Linked DNA regions of Ctenopharyngodon idella: region 2 is linked to region 1. The links are chromatin contacts, called in public Hi-C maps. All regions are on one chromosome and are shown on one strand. The core of a region is the stretch at or near the end of the contact, and the rest is flanking DNA. Distances in the headings are between cores, read along the strand shown. Region 1 holds the start of glrx2 (glutaredoxin 2). Region 2 holds the start of cfhl3 (complement factor H like 3).

Region 1 (4,923 bases), core at 1,274-3,773:
TTAGCATGTGATTATATAATCATATGCAAAATTCCAATCAGCATCCAGGAATGGAACTGTTTTTGTAGATATAAACAAATCACAGGACTTACCGTTCTGGCACCTGTCATTTGTGCTAAGGTCTCCTGGAGACGTCGGCCATCATTGTGCTCATCCAATTCAACAACTTTATATGTAGCTCCTATCTCATTAAAGACATTCTTTGCCATCTTACAATAGGGGCATGTGGTTTTGGAGAATATTACAACACAGTTACTAGACACAACATCCTGTAAAAAAACAAACAGACAAAAAAAAAAAAAAGAGAGGGAGATCCAGGTTAATGAATAGACGCATATTTAAGGCATAGGATATTAGGGCTGCAAGATTTGAGGGAAAAAAATTGTAATTGCTAATGTAATTTAAAATGTGGGGAAAAAGCTCCAGGTTTGCTTTGCTTTTTGTTTGTAGGGTTGCACAATTTGGCCCAAAATGTTTTTCAAATGTTAAGCCACTGAGCTTTTATTTTGTCAGAAAACTCTAAACTAAACTTTTAAAACTTTATCCTTAAAGGGATAGTTCACCCAAAAGAAGATATTTTAAAGAATATTGGTATCCAGACAGTTGACAGTAGCCATTGACTTCCATAGGATTTATTTTTTTTCTACTATGGAAGTCAATAGCTACTGTCCACTGTTTACTTTAAAATATCTTCTTTTGTGTTCAACAGAAGAAAGAAACTCATACACATTTGGAACAACTTGAGGGTGAATATGACAATTTTCATTTTTGGGTGAACTGTCCTTTTAAAGCTTCTCTTTTTTTGACAATAGCCAGTTACAAGCACTTATCATTACAAGAAAGATGGATGCCGCATGTTGTGTCCCCAAATGCACATTAACTCACAGCGCTAGCAGAGATGAAGTTTTTGTGGATCAGTATTTACTGTGACCTGAGCCACTCCGAAAAACACCAGATTATGAGCTGCTTGCATGTAAAAGAACGCAGTGCCACTATTCACTCTGAAATACACAGCACACATATCTATTTAATTCAATTGCATCCATTATGATTTGAAAATTTCACTAAGCCATATTGATTTTGGTTTTATTTTGATTAATTGTGCAGACCAAATATACAACACATGTTGGTAGGACTCAAGTGGCAACCTCCCCCAGTTTCTCTTGAAGCCAATACGGAAGTGACTTAAACTGCAATTCCTTGACTGGCCGCTAGGGACAGGCTCCAAAAGAGAGCAGAATCTCATTGAATCCCATGTTAAAATGCCCAACTTCACAGCAAAAAAAAAAAGTTTACAGCCTGGTACAAATTGTGGTTTTGTTCTACGTTTAAAACATTATATAATATTTCATATTTAAATACAGTCATTGAAAGTAAAAATAAAATCTTCCCAACTAGAGTCCCCCCAGTGAATCTCAGCCATTTCCAGCCCTGGGTATGAGTAAATGATGACAGAATTTTCATTTTTGGGTGGACTATCCCTTTAAGCTGTTATTCACATTCGTCAGACCTTTTCGATGAATCAATTGTTCTGGTTCACAAAAACAGTAAATGATTCATTCACGAATCTTAATAATCTTGGTTGCGTGGAATTTTGATGTTCCACATTAGAAAGGACAGTCATAAGGGTTCGGAACGGCATGAGTGAGTAATTTAGACAGAATTTGCGGGTGAACTTTTCCATTAATTGAACCAAAACAAACCAGCGTAAAGCTTACCTGGACAAACTGATTGCATGCTGAGCTTGACAAACCAGGAGCAGACGACGTGAAGTTCCCCATTCTAAATAAACGACATGAATTTAGTTCAGACTGAGAGAAAACAACACTACCATTTACACAGCAACAGACTGAGATTAACACACGTGATGACCTTGTTATAATCACTGGTCTGTAAAAAAGACATGTTGAAGATACAAGGAAAGCAAACGCAGTTAGTGCAGATACAAGAGAACTAGACTGACAATTTAAGTCAGTCATGTTCGAACTGTTGTCTGGTTCCCGACTGAAACAGGTAAACAGGATCACATAGCTAGACTGTAATCTGATCAGATCACACAGGGGGGATTTAAACATTTAATGACACTACTGAAAACAGCGTTTTTGTCTGTTAAAGTAGGTTAACTTGTACCGTCCAGAACAGACAAAAACAATGGCGGTCTTGATTATAATCTTAGTTTAATTTATAGCATGCACACAGTTATGTTAAAATATAGTCCAATACTAATTGTCCTCATAATGACCTTAGAATATGATAAGCCTGTTTGGATGTGTATGTACAACCTCTCGTAAACATCGTGGAGTGTAAAACGACACGCGCCGCTCTATAAATAAAAGACTGTTCAATGACAGTTAAGTTACCGGTTTTACATACAAAAATATGCTTCTTCTGTATTGTTATAAAATCCAAAACACATGCGTACCTCTCAACCGGAACCACATTTGTATGACGTAAAAAGCGCCATCTGTAGGCTCCGCCCTTCACGGATGTCCTGAACACTTTTCTACTAGCCTGTCCTGATCATTGGAAATAATGAGGCACAAACATGTTTTCCTCTAGGGGGCCATGGTGGTCAGAAACCCAATTCCCATAAATCCGCATTTATATTCTAGAACGATTTATTGTCTCATTGCAGATATGTGTACGCTAAAAGTTATGTATATTTTTAATGTAGGCTATTAATTTAGAGGATTGCCATCTGACATGCAAATAGAAACAGTAACAGTAATCTTAATGCCTAAAAATGCCTTATCAGTAAATCACAAACTACAGTGATTGGTCCATCTTCACCCAGCGTGTTTTGTAAATATCTAATGTGTAACGTTACATCTCCCTTGTCCTTCAAAGTTAGATGTTTTTTAAATCTGAAAGAAGTGTAATTTTGCATCCACCCATAGGGTGGCACTGTGCCATTCTGTAAAATGCATTACACAGAACCAACACAAGACATGTTTGTTTCTTGAGAATCTCAGATATTCCTGTTCTTTCCCTTTCCCCCCATTTTATGACAAGTGATTTAATGCTGCTCCCTAATCTCTGTTTTTCACAAAAGATGCCACATTGCCATTTGCAAGAAAAAGGCAATTGATTTTTCTACCCACACTAATCCTTATGAATTAACCAAAAAAAGAATTAAGGCTGTTCTTGTCACTTTTTAAACAACGGCATCAGTTATCCAGCTTATGGTTATTTTGTCAACTATAAATGTTTTGAAAACCCCAAGGATGAGGAATTCAATATTAAATATTACAGGCCCTAAAATTGTTCTATAGCTCTAGATTGCGGCTTTCTCTCTTTCAGCAGCGTTGAAACAAAAATAAACTTTGAATTATTTATTGCTTACATATTGTAAAGTTTATTGGCCTGAACTCCATACTCATTATTGTTAAAGGAAGATGAGCAGTGTGTTCACCTTTCACTTTTTTGCAACAGTACACTGTACTTAAAGAATCATTGGAAAAGTTGTTTGATGTCTTAATTTCTTAATTTTTCAAAACCTGGCCTTTCATTGTTATGATCTTTGTTGTAATTCATTGTGGTGGTTTTTGCATTAGACCATTTGCATTTCCAGTACTTAAAGGAGTCCAGTTCCATAATAATCCAATAATTGTGATTAATCGATTTTATATATATATATATATATATATATATATATACATACACACTGATCAGGCATAACATTATGACCATTGACAGGTGAAGTGAATAACACTGATTATCTCTTCATCACTGCACCTGTTAGTGGGTGGGATATATTAGGCAGCAGTGTACATTTTGTCCTCGAAGTTGATGTGTTAGAAGCAGGAAAAATGGGCAAACGTAAGGATTTGAGCGAGTTTGGACAAGGGCCAAATTGTGATGGCTAGACGACTGGGTCAGAGCATCTCCAAAACTGCAGCTCTTGTGGGGTGTTCCCGGTCTGCAGTGGTCAGTAACTATCAAAAGTGGTCCAAGGAAGGAACAGTGGTGGGCAGCCAAGATTCACTGATGCACGTGGGGTGCGAAGGCTGGTCCGATCCAACAGACGAGCTGTAGCTCAAATTGCTCAAGAAGTTAATGCTGGTTCTGATAGAAAGGTGTCAGAATACACAGTGCATCGCAGTTTGTTGCGTATGGGGGCTGCATAGCCGCAGAGCAGTCAGGGTGCCCATGCTGACCCCTGTCCACCGCCGAAAGGGCCAACAGTGGGCACGTGAGCATCATAACTGGACCACGGAGCAATGGAAGAACGTGGCCTGATCTGATGAATCATGTTTTCTTTTACATCGCGTGGATGGGCGGGTGTGTGTGCGTCACTTAACCTGGGGAACACATGGCACCAGGGTGCACTATGGGAAGAAGGCAAGCTGGTGGAGGCAGTGTTCTGCTGGGAAACCTTGGGTCCTGCCATCCATGTGGATGTTACTTTGACACATAGCACCTACCTAAGCACTGTTTCAGACCATGTACACCCTTTCATGGAAACGGTATTCCCTGGTGGCTGTGGCCTCTTTCAGCAGGATAATGCACCCTGCCACAAAGCAAAAATGGTTCAGGAATGGTTTGAGGAGCACAACAATGAGTTTGAGGTGTTGACGTGGCCTCCAAATTTCCCAGATCTCAATCCAATGGAGCATCTGTGGGATGTGCTGAACAAAAGATGTTCTAAAGATGGCTGTGCGTTTGTTTCTCTGGTGCATAAGGTCTATAATCTTATTAATATGGCTGTGGGGGCACATGCGTTCAAAAAGCCTGGGACCACCATAATCATTAATTACTAGTCATCTTCTATATGAACATAAAAACCTACAGGTCTTTATGATGCAAAAGCACAATTGAAAGTTCACCGAACCACCCTGAGCCAGAGCCACACATAGGCCCTTTAATATTTTCCATTTGCCCTTTTCCCATCTAGCGATTATCAAGGGTCCACGTGTAACCCAC
Region 2 (4,864 bases), core at 618-3,117, 210 kb after region 1:
AAGAGGACATATACATTTACAACATATTTGTATAAACTGTGAAACATTTTATGACATGCTATTTTCTGTGGCTCAGATACTGTCAGTTCTTGTGGCATCAGGACAGTTTCTGAGGAGCTGATTCCAAAGGTCATTTCTGCCTTCTAGTGGCGGATCTAAAGTACTACAACAACAGAGGAGACACAAATTAGCATTCCTCGCAGCATTCATCATAGTTAATCAACTAATTAGCATTATATTTTGGGACCTTTATAAATGCAACAGGGATAATAATAATAATTAAACAAATGTGTACATTTACATGTTTCTATGATAATAATTATGTGTGTGTGTGTGTGTGTGTGTGTGTGTTTGTGTTTGTGTGTGTGTGTGTGTGTAGGGGGTCAGTAAGTTTTTTTTTTTTTTTTTTTTTTTTTTTAAAGAAATGTATTTTATTCAGCAATCTAGGGGCATTTATAAAATTTTTCAACTTCAAATAACTTCTGTTCTACTGTATAACTGCAGTTCATCAAAAAATCTTGAAAAAAAAAGTAGGGTGCATTTACATGGAGCATTGTAGGGATAAACCTTTCTATAAACCGAACAAAATAAAAATTCTGCCATGTAAACGCGTTAAACCGATTACTTTGCGTCGGGGGTCGTAAGAATGCAAAATAGCGGCGGCAAAATCAAACTGGAGTAAAACTGAAACAACACATTTTTCACTGAAGGAACTCAGGGTATCATACGGACCTTCATCCACACGCTTCTCCTTTTCGAAGGAGGGGTATTGAGATGCTCCTTAGAGAGGCGCCAAAGCCACCAAAAAGGTCAGCTTCCTGCGCCCGTCTTTTCCTCATACCTTCCAGCAGTAATGTGCTGCAAATTCACGCTGTTGCTTGATTAAGAGCAACACTTTACACAAAAATAGCGCGCATAAGAAATAATGGAACTCCATGTTGACAGGAATAAAAGGCGGCAAACAGGACATATAATGTGTGCATGTCACAAAGTCATTCCGATTGGAAGCGCCGGAACTTGTAAACAGCATATCGGATTAGATAACGTCTCATGTAAACAGTCCACCGAATCTTTCAGTCGGAATGACAAAAAGTGTAAACGTGGTTGTTTCCATAAATATTAATCAGAACAACTGTTTTCAACTTTGATCATAATCAGAAATGTTTCTTGAGCAGCAAATCAACGTAGCCTATTAGAATGACTTCTGAAGGATCATGTGACACTGACTGGAGTAATGATCTAGAAAATCACTGAAATAAACTGCATTTTAAAATATATTAAAATAGAAAATGGTTATTTCAAATTGTAATAATATTTCACAATATAGTATTACTTTTTTTTACTGTATTTTTGATTAAATAAATTCAGCCTCGGTGAGGACTTGATGATTTCGTTTCATAAATGTCTTACTGAAGATTATCCTGCTTATTTCAGCAAAGCGTAATCAAAAGCCGATTGCATCTTTAGTCAGTTGGACCAAAAGGGCCCTTATATTTATGTAACAGCAGGTGATGCAACAAGTTTAATGTTTATTTGGTGTGGATGATCAGTATAATGGGAGAATTTAAGCCCCCTTACAATACTTTCTGGTGCCGTTAGTCAAAATCAATGAAAAAAAAAAGTGAAAGAAAACATATAGAGAAGAGAAGACAGCAATTATTTTGTAACTTGCCCTTTGCTTTCTCTTCTGTTATTGTGTAATATGAAAATGTGAATGAAGAAGCTTGATTTCTCTTTAAGAGTCTTTCGGTGTGTCCCAACTGACAAATGTAAACATCAGATAAAACTTTCTTTTCTTTTAGTCAAAATATTTCTTGTGCACGGCCATGGAGTAGGTTAGTCTGGTATATAAAAAAAGTCCTCCTTCGAACTAAGTAAATGATTAACTTTTTGATCCCCCATCATACAACAGAGACCAAAAACCAGAAAACAAAGCTACAGTCATTTGTGAGATGAAAATGAGAGTTCCTGTACAAATCATCTGCTTTTCCTGTTTCCTATTTTCTGTTACCTTTGTGCAAGGTCAAGGTGAGTTTATTATTTTTACTATGTAGAATGTTGTGCATATTATATACACTTCCAACACTTTTTAAATGACGTAAAGTGGTTTTAAAGAGTGTTGACTGGTATATCTTTGTGTGCGTTTGTTTGTGCTTCTCAGAATGTCTCCGATTGGATATTTTAGGCTATATAAAACATAGAACCAGTTGCGAAAGCTTCATACAACAATGATGAAACAGTGAACGTGAACTGCATGACAGGTTAATAGGCTTTTATAGGTTAAAGTGTAAAAATGGACAGTGGCAGACGTTCATTGCACGAAGCTGCTCAAGTAAGAAAATTGTCAATATGATGACCACATAATTTCCTCTCATTTAATTCAAATGTTCACTTTTAGAGTTAAACTTGTTTGATTTCTGCAGAGAAAAAGTGTGGTCACCCAGAGGAAACCAAAATGGTTATTTTAAACTTAGAGAGGGGAGAAATTATACTTACAGAGCAACAGTGGAGTATACTTGCAAGACAGGGTAAATGTGAAAAAAAAAAAAAAAAAAATGTTTTCTTTATTCCCCTCCGTTCTCTTTACTAATTTATAAAGTTCAAATCTGTCCTGTTTGATTTGACACTGTTTCCACTTAAAAAGTTTAAATGCATGTGTTCATAGATATAAAATGACAACCAGAATGAACCAGAACCAGAATACTCCCTGAAAGATATCACTGAAATAACTGTCCTGAGAAATCATGTGATGACATGTGACTGTTTACATAGACTAGGGTGACAGCCATAAAAAGGCTAAATGAAATAATGGAGCAGTGGCCAAATTAGTAAGCAGGACACCGGGATTTTTCCTGACTGACTGTGGGGCTGCTGGCTGTGCACACATCAATGCCGTTCATTGTTTGGGTCCAGTCAGGTTCAAAAATAGGCTAGGCTAAATGCCGTCAGGTTGGACTCGGGTCTAATTTTATCAGGTCTGCCTTGGGGTGGGTTTTCTTTAAAAAAAAAAAAAAAAAAAAAAAATGTATGCACGTCGGGTCCGGGTAAAAAATGTTTTGGGTCGATTCTGGTCGGGTACAGATTTTAGGACCTGAGAAGAGCTCTAGTGTAAACAGGGCTTAAGATATGTAGTCCAGCTTTAATATGCAACTAAATACAGTCAATGTGTGAAAACAGTTTCTATATTTGGTTTGCGTTGTGAGTATTTGCAGCACATGTATTGTCAAACTGATAAAGATGTTTTCTTAATTTGCTGGTGTTTTTTCTGTGTTTTCTTCAGTTTGAGCTCTTTAGGCCACAGTACTTTTTGCTATACAAAACTGGTAATGTTACAAAAAATATGTTTTGCATCACTATGTCTTTACAGTAACTTGCCAGCTTGAGTTGACCAAATCTGAAGCAGTAAGAACCATACCAGAGGGAAAAACAATTTTCAAAGCTGGAGAAACGGTGGAAATTACCTGCTCTGGCAAAAGCCAGATCTTTTACAAGCAGGAAACATTTACATGCACAGATAATGGGAAGTGGGATTACAAGCCAACTTGTGAGGGTAAGAATGTAGAGAAACACTTCTGGATTTGGTGCTGAATTCCTTGTACATTATCAAATGCATGTGAGTCTTGTTTCAGAGATTAAATGTCAAGTTCCACACAACCAGCATGTATATCTACCCACATATTACTTCAGTGGAAATCTGAATTTGAATGTAAAAAGATCTTACAATTGTGAATCTGGATATCGTAAAATGGCAGTCCAGGCCACATGCAAACGAGACGGGTGGACACCAAAACCACTGTGTGCTGGTATGTTCTGCTGTAGAGTATTAAAATCTTCACTACTCACAAAATCACTTAATAGAAATTCTATGATTATGTGAATGTTTGTTTTCTAGAAATTATGTGTGACCCACCAAACATCCCAAATGCAGAGATTGTGGGAGGTCAGAACCAAACGTACAAAATCTCGTCAAGAATAGAATATAAATGTCGTCCTGGATTTGAACCAGAGGAGATTGTACGAATCACTTGTGATTCCCAGGGCCAATGGACAGACATACAGACCTGCACTGGAAAGTTACAGCTTGATGTTGTTTTGTTGTTTGTTTTGATTTTATTGTATCATAAATTTATATAGATATTTTTAATGAAAAACTGGTAAGATGATTGGATAAACCATTTCCAAGCCATAGTTAAATAGCTGATATATGTCTTATATGAAGTCTTATATTAAAAATAATGTTCATATAAAAAGTAAGACAGACACTACAGTACTGTTAATATATTGTTGAGTATGCACAAATAAATTATCTTCTTATATACAGATGGTACTTGTCAGGAGCAAGAACTCAAAAATGTAGAAATTCTATTTGGACATCCAGGCATCACTTCACCTTATAAACCTGGGCATATCTTAGTTTTTCGATGCACTAATGTCAACATGAGGTTTTACGGCCAACGGGCAATTGAATGCCAACCAGATGGGAGGTGGAATTACCCATATCCACAATGTGGAGGTACAGACATATATCGACTACAGGATTGTATTTATATTAGGAAAAACATTTCTATAAATCAGAATCAAAGTATTAATTCAAATAAACTTTTGAAATCTTTATAATTAAATAATAGTATTTTTCATATAATACTTTGAATTGAATTGTTCCTCTAGGAACAGTTCAGTGTTCCCAACCAACAACAAACTTGCGATTTGTGACACTGTCAGATGAGAAAACTGTGTTCAGCAACTTTGAGATACTGACATACGAGTGCAATGAACCATACAATGAAAATTCAGGAGGAGTTTTGATGTGTCAAAATGGAAAATGGAACGGAACGTTTATCTGCAAAAGTGAGTCCCCACAAAA

The links. Hi-C and Micro-C count contacts between places; a contact is called where the count stands out from the background.
Region 2: a contact with region 1 is called in a Hi-C map of muscle, with 9 times the contacts expected there. The contact joins the promoter of cfhl3 here to the promoter of glrx2 in region 1. A contact is called at or near these places in 2 of 2 Hi-C or Micro-C datasets (both in muscle).

The regions. Positions count from the first base shown.
Region 1 is chr10:8,846,439-8,851,361 of HZGC01, forward strand. It overlaps glrx2 (glutaredoxin 2), which reads right to left and starts at 2,524. Exons shown (of 4, transcript XM_051910708.1): 1 at 2,423-2,524; 2 at 1,719-1,782; 3 at 93-269. The coding sequence starts at 1,781.
Region 2 is chr10:9,052,944-9,057,807 of HZGC01, forward strand. cfhl3 (complement factor H like 3) reads left to right here and starts at 1,868. Exons shown (of 9, transcript XM_051908995.1): 1 at 1,868-2,028; 2 at 3,368-3,550; 3 at 3,630-3,803; 4 at 3,893-4,068; 5 at 4,321-4,513; 6 at 4,669-4,848. The coding sequence starts at 1,953.